Linked DNA regions of Mus musculus: all the other regions are linked to region 1. The links are chromatin contacts, called in public Hi-C and HiChIP or PLAC-seq maps. All regions are on one chromosome and are shown on one strand. The core of a region is the stretch at or near the end of the contact, and the rest is flanking DNA. Distances in the headings are between cores, read along the strand shown. Region 1 overlaps Gm27162 (predicted gene 27162). Region 2 overlaps Fli1 (Friend leukemia integration 1). Region 3 has its middle 14 kb from the start of Gm31928.

The links. Hi-C and Micro-C count contacts between places; a contact is called where the count stands out from the background. HiChIP or PLAC-seq counts read pairs in DNA pulled down with a chosen protein or histone mark.
Region 2: a Hi-C map of Th1 cells shows a contact between it and region 1, with 3 times the contacts expected there. The contact joins two enhancer-like sites. A contact is called at or near these places in 18 of 484 Hi-C or Micro-C datasets (CD4 T cells, CD8 T cells, Th1 cells and 4 more), 12 of 115 datasets of contacts at active chromatin or transcription factors (CD8 T cells, T-cell acute lymphoblastic leukemia, acute myeloid leukemia and 7 more) and 1 of 9 other capture datasets (embryonic stem cells).
Region 3: a Foxp3 HiChIP or PLAC-seq map of regulatory T cells shows a contact between it and region 1, with 9 times the contacts expected there. The contact joins two enhancer-like sites. A contact is called at or near these places in 8 of 484 Hi-C or Micro-C datasets (CD4 T cells, CD8 T cells, the CH12 cell line and 5 more), 9 of 115 datasets of contacts at active chromatin or transcription factors (CD8 T cells, differentiating embryonic stem cells, double positive thymocytes and 5 more) and 1 of 9 other capture datasets (embryonic stem cells).

The regions. Positions count from the first base shown.
Region 1 is chr9:32,923,279-32,928,321 of GRCm38.p6, forward strand. The region is part of intron 1 of Gm27162 (predicted gene 27162); the gene reads right to left. Among named protein-coding and RNA genes, the nearest start is that of Gm27162, 3.2 kb to the right of the region's middle. Within about 2 kb of position 2,628, at least 12 of the 459 cell types and tissues checked have an H3K27ac peak or open chromatin away from gene starts, as enhancers often do. A contact at or near this core is called in Th1 cells, where this site is marked.
Region 2 is chr9:32,498,039-32,503,081 of GRCm38.p6, forward strand. The region is part of intron 1 of Fli1 (Friend leukemia integration 1); the gene reads right to left. Among named protein-coding and RNA genes, the nearest start is that of Fli1, 41 kb to the right of the region's middle. Within about 2 kb of position 2,248, at least 108 of the 459 cell types and tissues checked have an H3K27ac peak or open chromatin away from gene starts, as enhancers often do. A contact at or near this core is called in Th1 cells, where this site is marked.
Region 3 is chr9:32,613,552-32,618,594 of GRCm38.p6, forward strand. No RefSeq gene overlaps it. Among named protein-coding and RNA genes, the nearest start is that of Gm31928, 14 kb to the right of the region's middle. Within about 2 kb of position 2,605, at least 67 of the 459 cell types and tissues checked have an H3K27ac peak or open chromatin away from gene starts, as enhancers often do.

The sequences.
Region 1 (5,043 bases), core at 1,378-3,877:
CTCCACGCACATATTCACACCAACCACAGTCACACAACTGACATGAAGAGTCTCTGTCAGACCTCCACTTCACTCATGCTTTCTTTCCTTATGCCTTGGTGGGAATTGCTATGGGTAGTGGAGGGCCATGCTGGTATCTCTAATGGAAGTCGTTTAGAGTTAGTAGAGTTAGTTGTCAAAATGATGAAGGATCCCAGGGGCCAATATCCAGGGTACAACTGAGGCTGACTCTAGACTCTTCTGCTTCCTTTACTGCACCTCTCGCCCATTTCCAGATCCATCTCTATGTCAAAGGCTCTTCAGAAGCAGGGCTATATAACCCATTTCACACACACACACACACACACACACACACACACACACACACCCCTACACACACACACAGACAGACAGACACACACATACCTACACACACATACACACACCTACACACATACATACATACAAACACACACACACATACCTACACACACACACACACACACCCCCCTACACACACACACAGACAGACAAACACACACATACCTACACACACATACACACACCTACACACACCTACACACATACATACATACAAACACACACACACACACACATACCTACACACACACACACACACACACACACACACACACACACACGGAGTCCCAGTTGGTAATGATGAGGGCCCCCCAAAAATAGTAAAACAATATTTTAACTTCTAAGGAAGAAGAGAAGAGTGCAGTTTTCTTAGGGCCTCTTGACAGCAATAAGCTACAGACAGGTCTGTTAAGGCAAAGGAAAGGAAGAAGAAAGAGGCAGGCAATGAACCACTTTGAGACTTCCTTGTGACTAAGGCACTCCACTTTGTAGGTGTCTGTAGGCTTTTGGGCCTCTAGTATTGTTGGGGCAGGTGTCTGAGGGGAGATGGGGACTGTTTATTCCACAAGAGTAGCAGAGTAAACAGACTACTTGAAAAATTAACAAGGAAGGTGGTGGGAATACAAGAGCAGTTTTGGAACTACTCCTCACTAGAGCATTCATACTTTCCTATGGTTCATAAGCCAAGCCTAGAAGAGCGGTTTTAGACTTTGGTCAGGGATATAGGCATAAGATGTGGCTCTAATCTACAGCTCACATTGCTTTACCTGTTTTAGCTTGCCGGTAAGGCAAAGGCTGGTGACTTCGGGCTATTTAGTATTGAATGTCAGAGGTGTCACCCATGTCTATACTGGCCCAGGTCTGAACTTCTTTCATAAGCCTCATTGCCACGAGCCCCAGTTTCTTTACTTCCCCATTCGTCCATCCAATGCACACTCACATGTTTGTAACTCTGTGCCAACAACTAGTTCAGACTCTCCCCTGACACCCAGAGTGATGAATAAAACATCCTTTCAGGAGTTTAAAGTTTGAAGCCACCCCCTGGCATCTAGATAGAACATTTGATCAAAATTTGTCAACCTCTGTATTGACGCAATTTGCAAAGTGAAAACCAGTTTTGATGACTATCAGCAGTCTTTCTGTGACAATGAAATCTCTTGGTTGAAAGTCCAAAACCTTCCTTTGTTTCTTCTACCTGTGTCTCCAAGCCTCCTCATATGCCAACCAAGGCATTCACAGATCGGTTAATTGCTCCTTCACTATGCCCTACAGTTCTCCTCTCTGTCCCTTTGCTTCTGCAGTGATGTACATATAATCAGCTTAGCTGCTTTCACATTGTTTTCTGTATAGCACTCTGTCTGTCCAGTTACATTGAAAATTCTCATAATATGGGCTTTTTCTCATTCCTTATCTATTAACCTCGGTAACTAGCACCATTGAGCTTCAGTATGAAGCCAAATTGTAACCTCCTTTTTTCTTTCTGCATGATGTTACTGTGCATTCTGCTAGTCTGTTTATCAGTGTATACCAAATATCTGACGTGACTATGACTCATTTCTTGATATTTGTCTTATTTGATGCTGTCACTTGACCATACCGGAGCATCTGTTTTAGTCACCACTACATTTTCTGCACACCGCAGAGTACTGGGCAAAGTAATAGGCACTTAATACATGCGTCTTTCTTATCAATGAATGTATTGGCCAGCTGGGGAAGAAGTGACAATCTGTGCAATTTACAGTGTGACCAACATTGTGCCATATACAGGAATTACATGGTTTCCTTACCGTGTCCTAGATGTATCTTGGATTGCTAGGGAAATTGACAACAACATTGTCGAGCATGGTGCTAAGTAGATAGCTGCTAGGTGCCATGCTTTCCACAATAGTTGTGATTTGGCAGGGAGGCCCAAAACTGTGCGTTTTTACAATTTAGCTCATATGAATGAGAGAGGGGAGAGAAGAGTAGAGAGAGAATGAGAATGAGTGATAGGGAAACAATAACAAAAAGAAAAGGAGGAATAGAGAAGGGGAGGAGAGGGGAGGGGAGGAAAGGGGAGAGGATACTGTGTGGGAAATGGAGTTGAAAATCATTGCTTGTCCAGATCCCCTGCTCAAGGTCTCCTTATGCAGCCTTCATTTTCTAATCTATATCCAGAAACTGCCTTGAAAGTGTCAGCATGAACGTTCGTCCCTCATCCCATGTGTGCGCCACCCTGTAAGGAAGTTGCAAAACTGTAAAGGGTGCTAGTTTCCCACTGTATTGCATCCACACATGGGCAACTTGGGCAGCTTCCCACATTATGCCACTTCCCCAGTTTTCTCCGCAGCTCATACTCTTCTACGTCAATCTGCCCCTGTGTGAGAACCCTCTGTCGCGAAAACACTGCTTTCCACAAAGGCTGGGTCTCCAGTGACTCTCTTCCTGCACACAAAGCTGATGTTTGACCTGAATGTTGGGGTTAACAGGAATGAACCCAGATGACCTGCATTCTCTAAAGAACTGGGTCCTAAGACAATGGGCCACAGGAAGTTTTTTGATGAAAAATTTGATATCCAGAAGCTTTGGAGCTAGAAGTAGGGAGAGCAGAAGATGGTGGGAGGGCCCTTTAGTGGAACAACATGCTGTGTTAAGTACCAGGCCTGTTTACCTCAACATGGCTTTTAAAGGTCGGGCCACGTTCTTGGTATGTAGGAGACATCATAAGCTATCTTGGTTTCTGTTTTCATGTGAAGAAGCAAAGCTCTCTTTCTTCAGGGTGTGTCTTGTTGCCACAGTTTAGAAGTGTAACTGCACCTTTGAAAACAGAGTGCAGCTCTGCGGCTGCCTCTACCTTCTTTGATTCTGCTTACAGAAAACATAACACAGACTGAACAGTGTGCAGAAATGCTCAAGCCCAACCGTGAAGTATCAAGTGTACTGTGGTCACGAGTTTTATTTGTCACAAAAGGTGTGAGAAGCTCCACTCTTCCTCATTCTGTGAGCTTTTGTGTCTTGTTCTGGGGGAGTCACTTTTTGTTGCTGGGTGTTGGAGACTCTATGATCATTTTCCCTTTAGGGAAAAATTAACAGTGAATGTCAAGTCCTTAAAGTTAATCAGCATATATAATTGAAGCTAGGCACTTGATAGCATGTCCCTTCCTGTGAGAACGCCCTGACCCATGCCTTTGTTGTTAGCTTTGCTGCTTGTGCAGTTGGTCATCTTATGCCAACCTAGACTTGGGAGTTTTTCCTCTGCTTTCTGTGTGCTTTGTCTTCATTTGCAGGTATACGATCTAAAAGACCACCACCTCCACCATTGGTCTTTCTGCAGCACTGCTGGGAGAGCAAGGAATTCTGGTCCTGAGGCAAATAAAGTCTCATCTAATGAGTGGAGAACGAACATTTCCGCACTTATAATGACCACAATATTATTTTGTTTGTTTTGTTTTGCTAGGCAACAAACACAAGGGCTTCCTAGGCAAGCACTTACTATTGAGTTCTTAAACCAAAATGGTATACTTTAACTCTTACCAACAAGACAGACCAAAGGTATTTTGACTATTCAAGAGACCTAAGGGATGGCTCAGTGTCTAAGAACATTTATTTCTTTTTGCAGAAGACCGGGGTTCTATTCCCAGCACTCATGTGGTGGGTCACAATCATTTGTATTCCCAGTTCCAGAGATCTGACTTCCTTTTCATCTTCTGAGGGCACTAAGCATGTATGTGAGGTTCGTAGGTATATGTAGGTATTCACACATACACTTAAAATAAAAAAAAAATATATATATATTTTTAAAAGTTGATTTTTCAACATCTATTTGGAATTTCAGGAGAAACATAAAATCAAACCCCACACCAAACTTATCAAACAAACAAACAAACAAACAAAAATCTCAACTACTCAGAAAAAAAGGGAAAATTAATTTTTTTCTTTGAGGAAACAATCATAAATGGAAACCTGGTCCATTTCACGTGGTATTAACTAACGTTCAATTCCTATAGACCTCTTGTCTCCTAAACTAAGGCTCTGGGTCACTAATTCATCAGATTGGAGATGCAGGAGTTATCTGTCCTCCATCACAGTTCCTGCTGACAGCTGATCTCAAGATGGAAAGTCTCTCAATAATCTAACAGGGAGAAAAGAATCCAAATTTCACTGATACCTAGATGAGATCCCAAGACAGCGCCAGAGTGTGACTGGCAATTAATTAGACAGATAGCATCTTATATTTGGGAAGGACTCAGAGGTCTCTATCTCCCCCCCTGGTATAGAAACCCTTCCACAGCAGACTTGACAGTGCTAGGGTCTGGGCCCCTGCTCTGGGATTTTAATGGTCTGGATGAAACAATCCTAGCTCTCCTCTAAATGACTTGCCTCCAAGATACCAAATTTTTTGCCTGGAAGCTACCAGTCCATCTAGCTGAACTGGATCTGCACTCTGGAAATCTGACGAGTGTAGTTTCTTGTTCATTCATATGTTCAATTGCAGTCAGTTCTTAGACCTCTCTAAAAATAGCCCAACCTTAGTAAGGTAACCACTTACTTTATGGCTTTCATATCCATTGATTTTCGGGATTTTCTTCAGAGGGCACTTGTTTTCCCTGAATTTTGGGGGCATATTTGGAGTGTAATAGTATGTGTCTTATTTTTGCTGCTTAATCTACCCCAATGTTAAGGGGCTTGTGATGCTTTCATGGG
Region 2 (5,043 bases), core at 998-3,497, 430 kb before region 1:
TCCCAGTTAATGCCCCCAACTGGCTGGGTGTGTGCTACCACATCTGGCTCACTGAACTTCTACAATTCTGACAGAAAAGAAACGCATCATGCAGCAAAAACTTTGTGCTCCAGCCTGGGGGAGGCCATCAGTGGAAAGAGGCACAACAAGTTCTTTTGTAAAATCCTACTTTGTGCTTCATACTTTATCAGAAGCCAGTGTAGGTGATTGTGATTATGTTTTCAGGAGAGCCAAAGCCAGTGGCCCTGCTGGCACGGAGGCCTCCTCTCTCAATCTCTCAAGCTTCCCTGACTTTCAATATGGTCTTACGGAGACCAGACTGGCCTCCGGCTCACAACACAGTCAGGAACAACACAGTCAGGAATGATCTTGAATTTTGGATCTTCCTGCTTTCTGCCTCTACTTCCTAAGTGTTGGGATTATGACCATGAAACACCACAACTGGCTTTATGCAATGCTGGGGTGGAACTAAAGGCTTCCTTCAAGCTATATGAACACAGCTCCAGGCCCTCTGTCTCTCTCTATTTCTATATTAGCTGCCTTTCATCAGACTCTCACCCAGGCCACATGCAATTATCTCAGAGTAGCTTTGTGAATTTAATCAACTGAGCCTGGAAAAGGATTTCAGAAAATCATGTCCACTTAAGAATTAAAGCTAGTATGAAAATATGTCTCTTGAGTTTCAGAGGGTAACCAGACTCCTCTACTTATATAAACCCATACTCTTGGAGAATGTCTGGCCAGGGAGACAGCCTTGTCCTGTGGTTGGTAGGTATGCTTTCTTTGGGGCATGAACTGGGGAGTGTAGAGGAATGGGGGGTGGGGGGGGGGAGTCCTCTTGTTTATGCTCTCCCACCTGCATACACACTGTTACAAATAACAGTGCATTTTCAAAGTTCCTAAAACCTGTGCTATAAATATTCAACTCATGCAAATATTCTTATAAACGAAATATTCACACAGGTGATACAATACCTAACTACTCTTATCTTCTAATACCTGAGAGTCAGTTTCACACTGATCCCATAGGCAACATTAATAAACAAACAAAACAAACACAAAAACCATAATAAACATAACAGAACATAATAAGCATAAACAAAATACAGAATACTTGTCTTGCGAAGCCAATAAACACCATGGCATCAGGTGGCATAGCTGTGTCTGTTTTGAAATGTTTTAGCCACTGTGGACATTTTTAATCTCTACTTGAAATGCGTCCTGCATGTTTGCATTGGGCATGAGTCTAAAAGTCTTTCTGAGTTCCTATGTTCTCAACCGAAGTCCCTCAAGTGACAAACTTGATATCAAGTCACCAGGTGAAACTTCAGGTATGACATCCCACTATCAGCACACTTCATGACTTCCAGGCATTCCAAACGGACAGTGCTCCCACTAGCTCACAAGCACACATTTCCCTTCCAAGGGGAGGTTTTCTAGAGTTCCAGAGTAAGGATTACTGCCTGCTGTAATTTGTAACGAGTTCGGATTGCTGTGTGTATTTTCAATGAGCTGTACAACCTGTCAGAAAGGAAAACAAACTATAATGTGCTTTGACTATGTGGGGGCAGGGAGCCAGAGGACCCAGGGAGTGGCTGTGCGTTCAGCTCTAGTAGCTTGCATTTCCTGTTTACTGGGGTTAGGTGAAAAGTTGAAAGGGGAAAGACTCAACACTGCCCTGGACGGCCAGCATCAGGGATGTTCGGGGAACCTCAGCCCGAGTCTTGTCTCTGAACCCCACAGGAAGTTTCCCATCAGTAAACCACAGGCTCAGCACCCCAAATTCCAGATGTGTGTCTCAGTTTTCCTTTGCCCTATTCTCCCTTCAAAATGAGATGAAGTTGATTATCTTGAGGAGTCATAAAAACAGAACAAAACAAAACAAACAAAAACCCCAAACCTCCTTTCTAAATGCCCACCCCTAGTTATTTGGACACCAGGAGCATCGGTCACAAATAGCATTAAAGTTACCTTATGTGTTTCCCTTCTTGTCAAGATGCCCAGTAACTCAGTTACCTGTGATGTCTATTTCTCTCTCATTGAGCTGAACCTTTAATGAATTCCAAACGACACAGTTGCAACCTTCAGAGTTGAGGATCAACTTTCTAAAGAATGCTAGCCCAAGAAGTGCACTGCTTGCTCAGATGCCTCCCATTTTCAAAGCGATGGGTTCACCTCGACTCTGTCAACGCAAAGGCTAGCCACCATTACCTGTGTGTCACTGAAGAGGAAGTTAGCTACCCAGGGAGGAAGCAGAATGCGTCTGGCCTGTGTGACTCCTGCTTGTGGTCTCTGCTTCTCTCTCTGTTTAATGACAATGGCAGAAGATGCCTTTTCTAAATTTACTTCTTTCTACCCTGCTACAATAGCAAGAATAAGTGAAATTTGAGGACCACTCCATACCTCATGACTGAACAGGAGTCTCCCTGTACCTACACCTATGCTATCATTCACACACACACACACACACACACACACACACACACACACACACACACACACACACAAACTCTAATCAATCAGAGATAAAGAGAGGTTCATTCCTCCCCTCTACTTTGCTGGTGAAGAAACTAAGGTCCTGACAGGCTAAGAGTCTCATTCAAGATCAAGAGCTGGTAGTGGAATAGAGATAACACATCATTCTGGACTCTAGATACCAGGTCCTTTCCAAGGAGGCCAATGTTGTCCGGTGCATTCTTGGTCCACAAGCACAGTGGTCAAGAATACGTTATTCATCCACATAGTTGTTACTTCAATTTCCCTTTTGATCTTGCCCTCTTGGTTAGGGTAGGCAGTTTTAAGGCAAGATCTTAATCATCCAGCTCTTGGCTGTTTGAACTTGCAGGGGGCTCATTAGGTGTCCAGAGACTTTTGCTGATGGATAGCATGCACTGGGCATGAGCCTGCTGGCTTTGACATTTTCAAACTGCACACTTCCTACAGCGACAGCGTGCCAAAGCCATGGGCCTCACTGCCATCTTCTCAAAACCAGGAAATGAAACTGGCCACTAAGAGCAAGTGACCACGAGCCAGGGCATTGGTGCAAACCAAGCAAAACACGCTGTCGGCAGCCTAGGTCACAAGGAGGAACGCATCTCATTTGCAGCAATCTTTGAAGAAATGGTCCACTCCTGCTCCTCATCCTGGCTCGGTCCAACCTTCCTGCATCTTAAGCAGGTTTAATTGTGTATAATACTCAAGCTAAGTCACGCCTTTTACTCTGTGGTCCTTGTATCTACACAAACCTCAGCAACCCCAATCACTTGAGCTAAACGTCTGCCTATGTGGTGGTACTCTTTACTGTGCAGCAGAACACAATTCTGTCAATTTCCTTACAGGTCTTCTCTCATTTTTCATGTTCGTTTTTTCTTCCACAACACCCAACCCTGACTCTAAGTCTTTGAACCAAGTCTTTGTTAAATCTCTGGCAATGATTTCAAGAGTTTTCTCCAAGTGTGACTGCTGAGGTATTTTCGGGGTGCTTCAGAAAGCTTCTTGCATCTTGGGCAGCAAAGCCCAGTCACTGTCATGTGCTCTGTCACCCTTCTCAGTGTGCTGATGAAAGAGCAGATAGGAGAAGCATGTGGGAGCTGACTAGTCTCTGGAAATGGCCACTTCATTTTTAACCTTTTTGAAGTTCTGATGATAGACCATGATGAGAAAGGGGGGAGAGAGAGAGAAGGACACAGGGGAGGGAAACAGGAGGGGGGAGAAGATTGAATGCATCAAGGTATTTTTTTTTCCTGGACAACACTCTTTGCTTTGAAAGAAAAGGAGGCAGCTAAAGAGATTTGGTTAATTACACAAATGTAGGTACAGGCATCAGACAGAATGTCTACTGGATATTGGATTTACCACCATGATGTTCTGGCCAGCTATGTCCAAAAGTTATCTTTGTAGCTTGACTTGGGACACCCAGTAAATTTAGATCTGAATCACTTTGCATATTATTATTATTATTATTATTATTATTATTATTATTATTATTATTATTATTTCATCTAGTCTGAATCAATAATTTGGCCATGTTCACTCAGGGTAAAAAAATTCAGAGGAACTAGGGCAGGCCCAAACCAGCAAGCAACAACAAAACCCCTCAAGTGATAGAGCTATGCATAGCTCCTGAGATGTAGTGTGGATGCACTGCCCAGCCGCCTCTGTAAGCCTGTTCCCCAGGTTGACTGCCACTAAGTCACCTAAGGTATCGATTTCAAATGCAAAATTCTGGAACATGCCAGAGTAAGTGGTAGACACTTGGGTCCAGGGAAAGAAGAATAAATGGTCTTTTTGCTCCCAAATGACTTGTCCAGGTAGGAATTTCAGAGCTCCTGTGGTTAGTGGTAGGTGCTCGGTGGAAAAACTCTTTCACAATCAAACTGATTAAGAAAATGCTGGAGACTGTGTGGCTACCCATCTTCTCTTGAGCAACAAGAGCACATGCCTGAGCAGAGACAGGAGTCTGATAAAGCCTAAGCCACAGAGAGCTCTTCATTCAACTTTCTCACAGCATCCCGTTTTTATAAAGCTCCTTCAAATACCCCCAGTCACATTTGGAAGCAAAACCACAGTTTCTCAGAACCCTCGTGACAAGTCATTGAGGGATTCTACCTTCCCAGGTCTTATTTTTAAGTCGCTTTTCCTGTCATAAATCTCTATTAGAAATAGGAAGCGTGATCTGCCAAAAGGGGCACCACAAACTCAAGAGATCACTGGATTTTCCTTTTTGCTAGCTAGCCAGTTCTTAGAATCACAATTTGCTTTGGTTATGTGCTGGAAGCAATGAAGCATACGCGTCCCTTCATCTTACGGATCTGGGTGTGAACATCTTGTCTTCAGGGGGACTTTTCTAAAACCTCCGACCTAAATTACACTCAGCCTGCTTCTCCTTCTTGGAGTGCACAATACGTATCACACTTAGAAATGAGTGTGTGTGTGCGTGTGTGTGTGTGTGTGTGTGTGTGTGTGTGTGTGTGTGTGTGTGTGTGTGATATATGTGTCTCTCTCCCATTACATGTAACTCTGTAAAGGCAGATCCTACCCTGG
Region 3 (5,043 bases), core at 1,355-3,854, 310 kb before region 1:
TCTAGGGCCTTTGGATATTTTGACAATCACAGTTCAAGTTGCTGTCCGCCTTCCCATGATGTGCTAGGTGCTAGGAAATCTCCATCATCTGTTCATTCTTTATTCCCTGTCCAAGCTCCAGGAATAGTCAGTGAGGCTGGTTTCCTGACCACTGTATTTTCTCACCTCTCTTTACCCAAACCCATCTTTCACCTCCTTTCTATCTGTCTCTCCCGTTCATTTCTCTTTAATCCTTCATTTCATGCTCAGCTGTTACTTTCCCCCTCCTCCAAGAAGCCTTCCCTGAATGCCCTGGGACAAACTGGGCCCCCTTCTCCATTGTGCAGTGAGCTTGGTCATGACTGTTCTGCTTCTGTGCCTTCCTTTTTACTCAGACTGGAAGCTTGTGGAGGCTGTGGACCCTTCTGCTGTCCCCACTTAGCACTTGCCAGGGCAATCGTAAGCACCGGGGTCACAGAATGTAAGTATGGATGTGTGGGAAGGAAGTGATCAACTGAGCATATTCATTGGGTTAGCCCTTCCAAGCTTCACCTACAGTGGCAGAAATTTATCTCCCTGTCACAGGTTTTCAAATCAAACCCAAATGGTTACTATGATTAAGATAATAGACTAGTGACTACAGTTTGAGGCAGTCTTTACTGTTTCCAGGAATCTGGGACTTTGGGACAGTCATTTGGAGAACTGTCATACGAACGCATCTAGATGCGGATATCATCTATCTTTTAATTCTAAGCTTCTGTTTTCCCCACCTCGCTAGGGACAATCATTTTCTGGGACTGGGGAAAGGGCAGAACTTCCAGAGGTCATTGGGTGTATGGTTCCAGTACAGCATCACTCGTAATGGAAAAGTTAGATAAACAGGAGGCCAGAGCACCTCATTTGCTGCTGTGGCTGGAGCCACATCCAGTTGGAACAAGAGGACAGTGGGGCTGCCCAAGGGACGTCTGACTGGTGGCATCATAGTAGAGGGCACTGACGCCTCAGTCCTCCTACAAAGTCCGGGAGGAATGAAGTCCGTTCTGTGTACCCCATCATAGACTCCATAACTTGAGCAGCCCTCCTTGAGCACGGTCCAGAGAGAGCATTTTCTGAATGAGGTTAGGTGCATTGGATGCATGGAACAAGGGTCATCCCGGCCTCCCCAGGGGCCAACGGCCACATTGCTGCACTCTGGTCAGGAGCTTCCGTGTTTCCCGGGGGTTGAGTTCAGACAGAACTTGTTTGGGGTTTATGGCTTTTTAATGAATCTTTCCATCTCTTTTTATTTTTGTAGAAGCATTAATAAAACACAGTATCTGTGCGCTAAAAACAGTCCAAAAATCATGCCTATTTTACTGGAAAAGAGGCATTTTTTGTTTGTTTGTTTGTTTGTCTTTAATTAAAATAGGGTCTCATGCAGCCTGCGATAACCTTACTATGTAGCCAAGGATGACCTTGAAGCCCTGGCCCTCCAGCTTCTATCTCCTGAGTGTCAAGACTACTGAGTGCTGGGATTTTGAGCATGCATGACCACACCTGATTTTTGTAGCACTGGGATTCGAACCCAAGGCTCTGTGGTACCAGGTGAGTACTCTGACAGTTGACATCTGGAAATCCCTATCAAAGTTCAGAATGTAAAGGGCTCTTCCCACCACACCCACCCCTCTGGGTGCTGAGCTCTGCTCTCTCTATTTTGTTCTGTAGATGAAGGCTCTGCCCTGGTCAGAGAGGTGAAGTAACTTGCTCAGAAACACACAGCAGCAGGAGGGTGAAATGCTTTCCAAGCAGTTCAGGTTTCCTTGATAACAGAGGCCAAGTTCTGTCATTTCCACACTAGGCAAGCCTCACCACTGAGCTCCACTCCCAGCCTTCCCAGGAATTTTTATCTGGGTGTTCTTCAAGAGTTTCTTCATTAAAGCTTTCCCTTTCATCGTTGCAATTCTGTTTGAGTTTGCTCCCGGCTCATCCCCCTTTTCCAGGCCTTAGGTTTCTCATTTTGGCCACCAATACCTACAGACCAAGACGCCTCAGAGCGAAAGACAGGGGAGGGTCTTTCAGACCCGAGATCTGAAACAGTGATGTTTCAGAAACATGAACAGCAGCCATGAATGTAGCTACCCTCACTATCTGTGGTTTTGCTTTCCATAATTTCAGTTACCTATGGTCAACCACAGTCCGAAGATATAAATGGAAAATTCCAGAAGTAAAATTTTAAAAATTGTTAAGTTATAAATAACTGTGTTATAGAGTATGCTATGGCAACCATTCTATTGTATTATAAGTTACTGATGTTAACCTCTTACTAATTTATAAACAAAACTCTACCCTAGGAATGTATGTATGGACTACCATACCATAAACATAGGATTCGGCAGCATCAGACTGTGAGGCAGATATAGGTAGATACAGAATGTACTGAACAGGGTTTTGTTGGTCCAGCATAAGTAGCCTTTTGACTTTGTTTTCTTCCTTCAGAGTCTGGTGTCTAGGAGCCATAAGTACACACATCAACAAATATTTGCTGTGTTCTTCTGTGTGTTGGCTGGGATGATTACGCTGTGGTGACAGGTGCCAAACCTCAGTTGTCACGCAGTCAGTGACACTTCCTACTCTCGCTGTGTGAACGCTCTGGGCTGGCAGGGGTGGGGGTGGAGGGCTTTGCTCGGATCAGGCTGAAAAGCAGCTGCCACCCTGACACGTGCCAGAGGATAAAAACACAAAGGCTGAAATTCTTCAGCTTCTGCCAGAAGTGAATCAATTAGTGAAAGCAAGTCCCGTGTCCATCAGAGGCCTCCCCAACTTCAGGGCAAGGAAGTAGGGATTCTGGTGCAAACTCTGATGGGAATATCTGGTGATAACATCTCATGTGCCTAATGTTGGGTCAAGTATTACTGAAGAAATAATTAAGAGTCTCAATGTTGCCTGAAAGAAACTTGCTACTAGACTAGGACACATCATCTCCGAGATGACTGTAGAACACTATGAAGTAGTATAAGGTCCTGTTCCTTGTCAAGCCACATAGGAGGGACAGGACAACTTCAGATGGTGCTTGCAGTCCTGAGAAGGCAATTGAATAGGAGACTCAGACCTGGAAAACATGTCTTAAGTAATGAAAGGTTTAAACAGAAAGGCTAGCTACATAGCTTACAAGATAAAAAGACTCCTTAGTGTTGATGGCTTTTGTTACCTTAACTCTGCATCATCTAACTCTTTGCAAGACTCCCTTGAAAACTTGTATCAGCTTGTTTCTTCCTTTGATAAGCTACAAGCTTATTTTAAAAGCAGAATCTTCCTTATCTTTGATTGTCAGTTCTTATCTGGTATCTAGGGCACAGAAGGGTGTGTGACTTGTTGTTTGGGTGAGCTAATCTTGCTGAGCTATCTTGAAACAGGGTCTGCAGGAGAAAAGTGCACCCAGATCCTGAGACCACCCACAGAAGCATCCTCGGCAGGCCGGAGACCCAGGATCACTTCTGCTCTTTCTTTACCAACCAAGCTGCCTTTACCTACGCTCACCATATACCTTCTCTTCCTAGGACATCTTCTTTCAGATATGGGCTTTCTCAGGAAGGAAAGGTTCCAGTCTTCTAAAATAGCAATTGCTTATAGATGACATCTTGTCCGTGCAGCAGAGTCGGTCAAGAACACCAAGAGATGTGAATGTTTAATACTTGGAGATTGCTACACTGTGGGTTTCTCCAGTTTACTGCTGCTGGTGACTCTGTGGAAACAGACCCCCCTCTTCAATTAAATCTACCAGCAGAGGAGGGCTAGGACACAGGTGTTTTGACTCCTCTCTTTCAACTCTGCTCTCATAGATGGAGGTTGCCATTTAAACTTGTTGATGAAGCTCACATTGACCTTGCATTTGCCCTTGAATTGGGACAATATTTAAAGCAACACAGAAACAACCAAAAGGAGACCGAAATAACGTGGTTTCTATGGTAAGAGGTGAACAATACCACAGTCAATACAAACAGAAGCTCTCACAGAAACCTCAGCTGACCAAGAACATTTAACTTCTGTAAATGACATCTGGGCCACGTGGGTGGGGCTTCGAATCCCCTCGAGGCTGGCCAGCTAGTCACACTGCCATGAGGGGGGACTTGTTGAGCTTCAGTAGGCACTGTCACTGTTTTGTGGGCATCTATCTGAAGTCAGTTCCAGTTCAGCTCAGAGCTGTACCTGATTTCTGAGCTCCAGGCTTGCTACCTGTAAGGTAGGGTAAGGATTATAGTATATTTGTCCAAAATATCAAAAACAAGAGTGGAAATGTGGGACAAACTGCCATGTCAGACCCAAGAGATTATTTCTATTCCCAAACCCAGGCAGGATAAAAAGGAGTTATTCTGGGATCCTGTCTCGGGCATCTTAGCTCAGTTACAATTCAGAGGTTTGATGGTGAAGAGAGAAGGTGGAAATGAGGACCACAGGGGGACACAAAGAGGGTCAGTGGAGGCCCATGGAAGGGAAGAAAGAAAACATCTCGGAAATAGGGCCTTGGTTAAAATTATCTGACGAATGTCGCCTCTCACTTCTCTCTGAAAGCAATGTTCTCCAAATATAATCTACGGGTTAGAAAAATCAGCACAACATTGCGGCCAAGGAGTTGTTCTCAAGAGGCAGCCTAGCTGGAGACTGAATTAGTTATTCATTTACTGCCGTGTGCCTTGGGAAAATTATCTAACCTGGTGTAACTTCCTTTTCCACTTCTCCTTAATGCGAACCATAATGTCATCTTTTATGGGTTAAGCTAGATAATCCACATCAAGGATTTATTTCCATATCCGGCAAGCAATACTGTTGCTTCTTGGTGTGATCAGCAGTATAGACACTGGTAGGGAAGTGTTTCTTGGAATTGCGTTGAAACCCAAACTCACCATCTAAAAGACGCTCCCTTCATACAAAATGAGTTTCGGAATCCTTGCCTGCTTTCTCCTTTCCTTTGTACCTGACACATGTGGACTCCTTTTCAATCAGTCTTAATTAATTAAGCATTTCATTGAACAGTTCTGAAATGCTGGCATGGATCAAAAATGAGAGGAAATTAAATTGGCTGTGAAT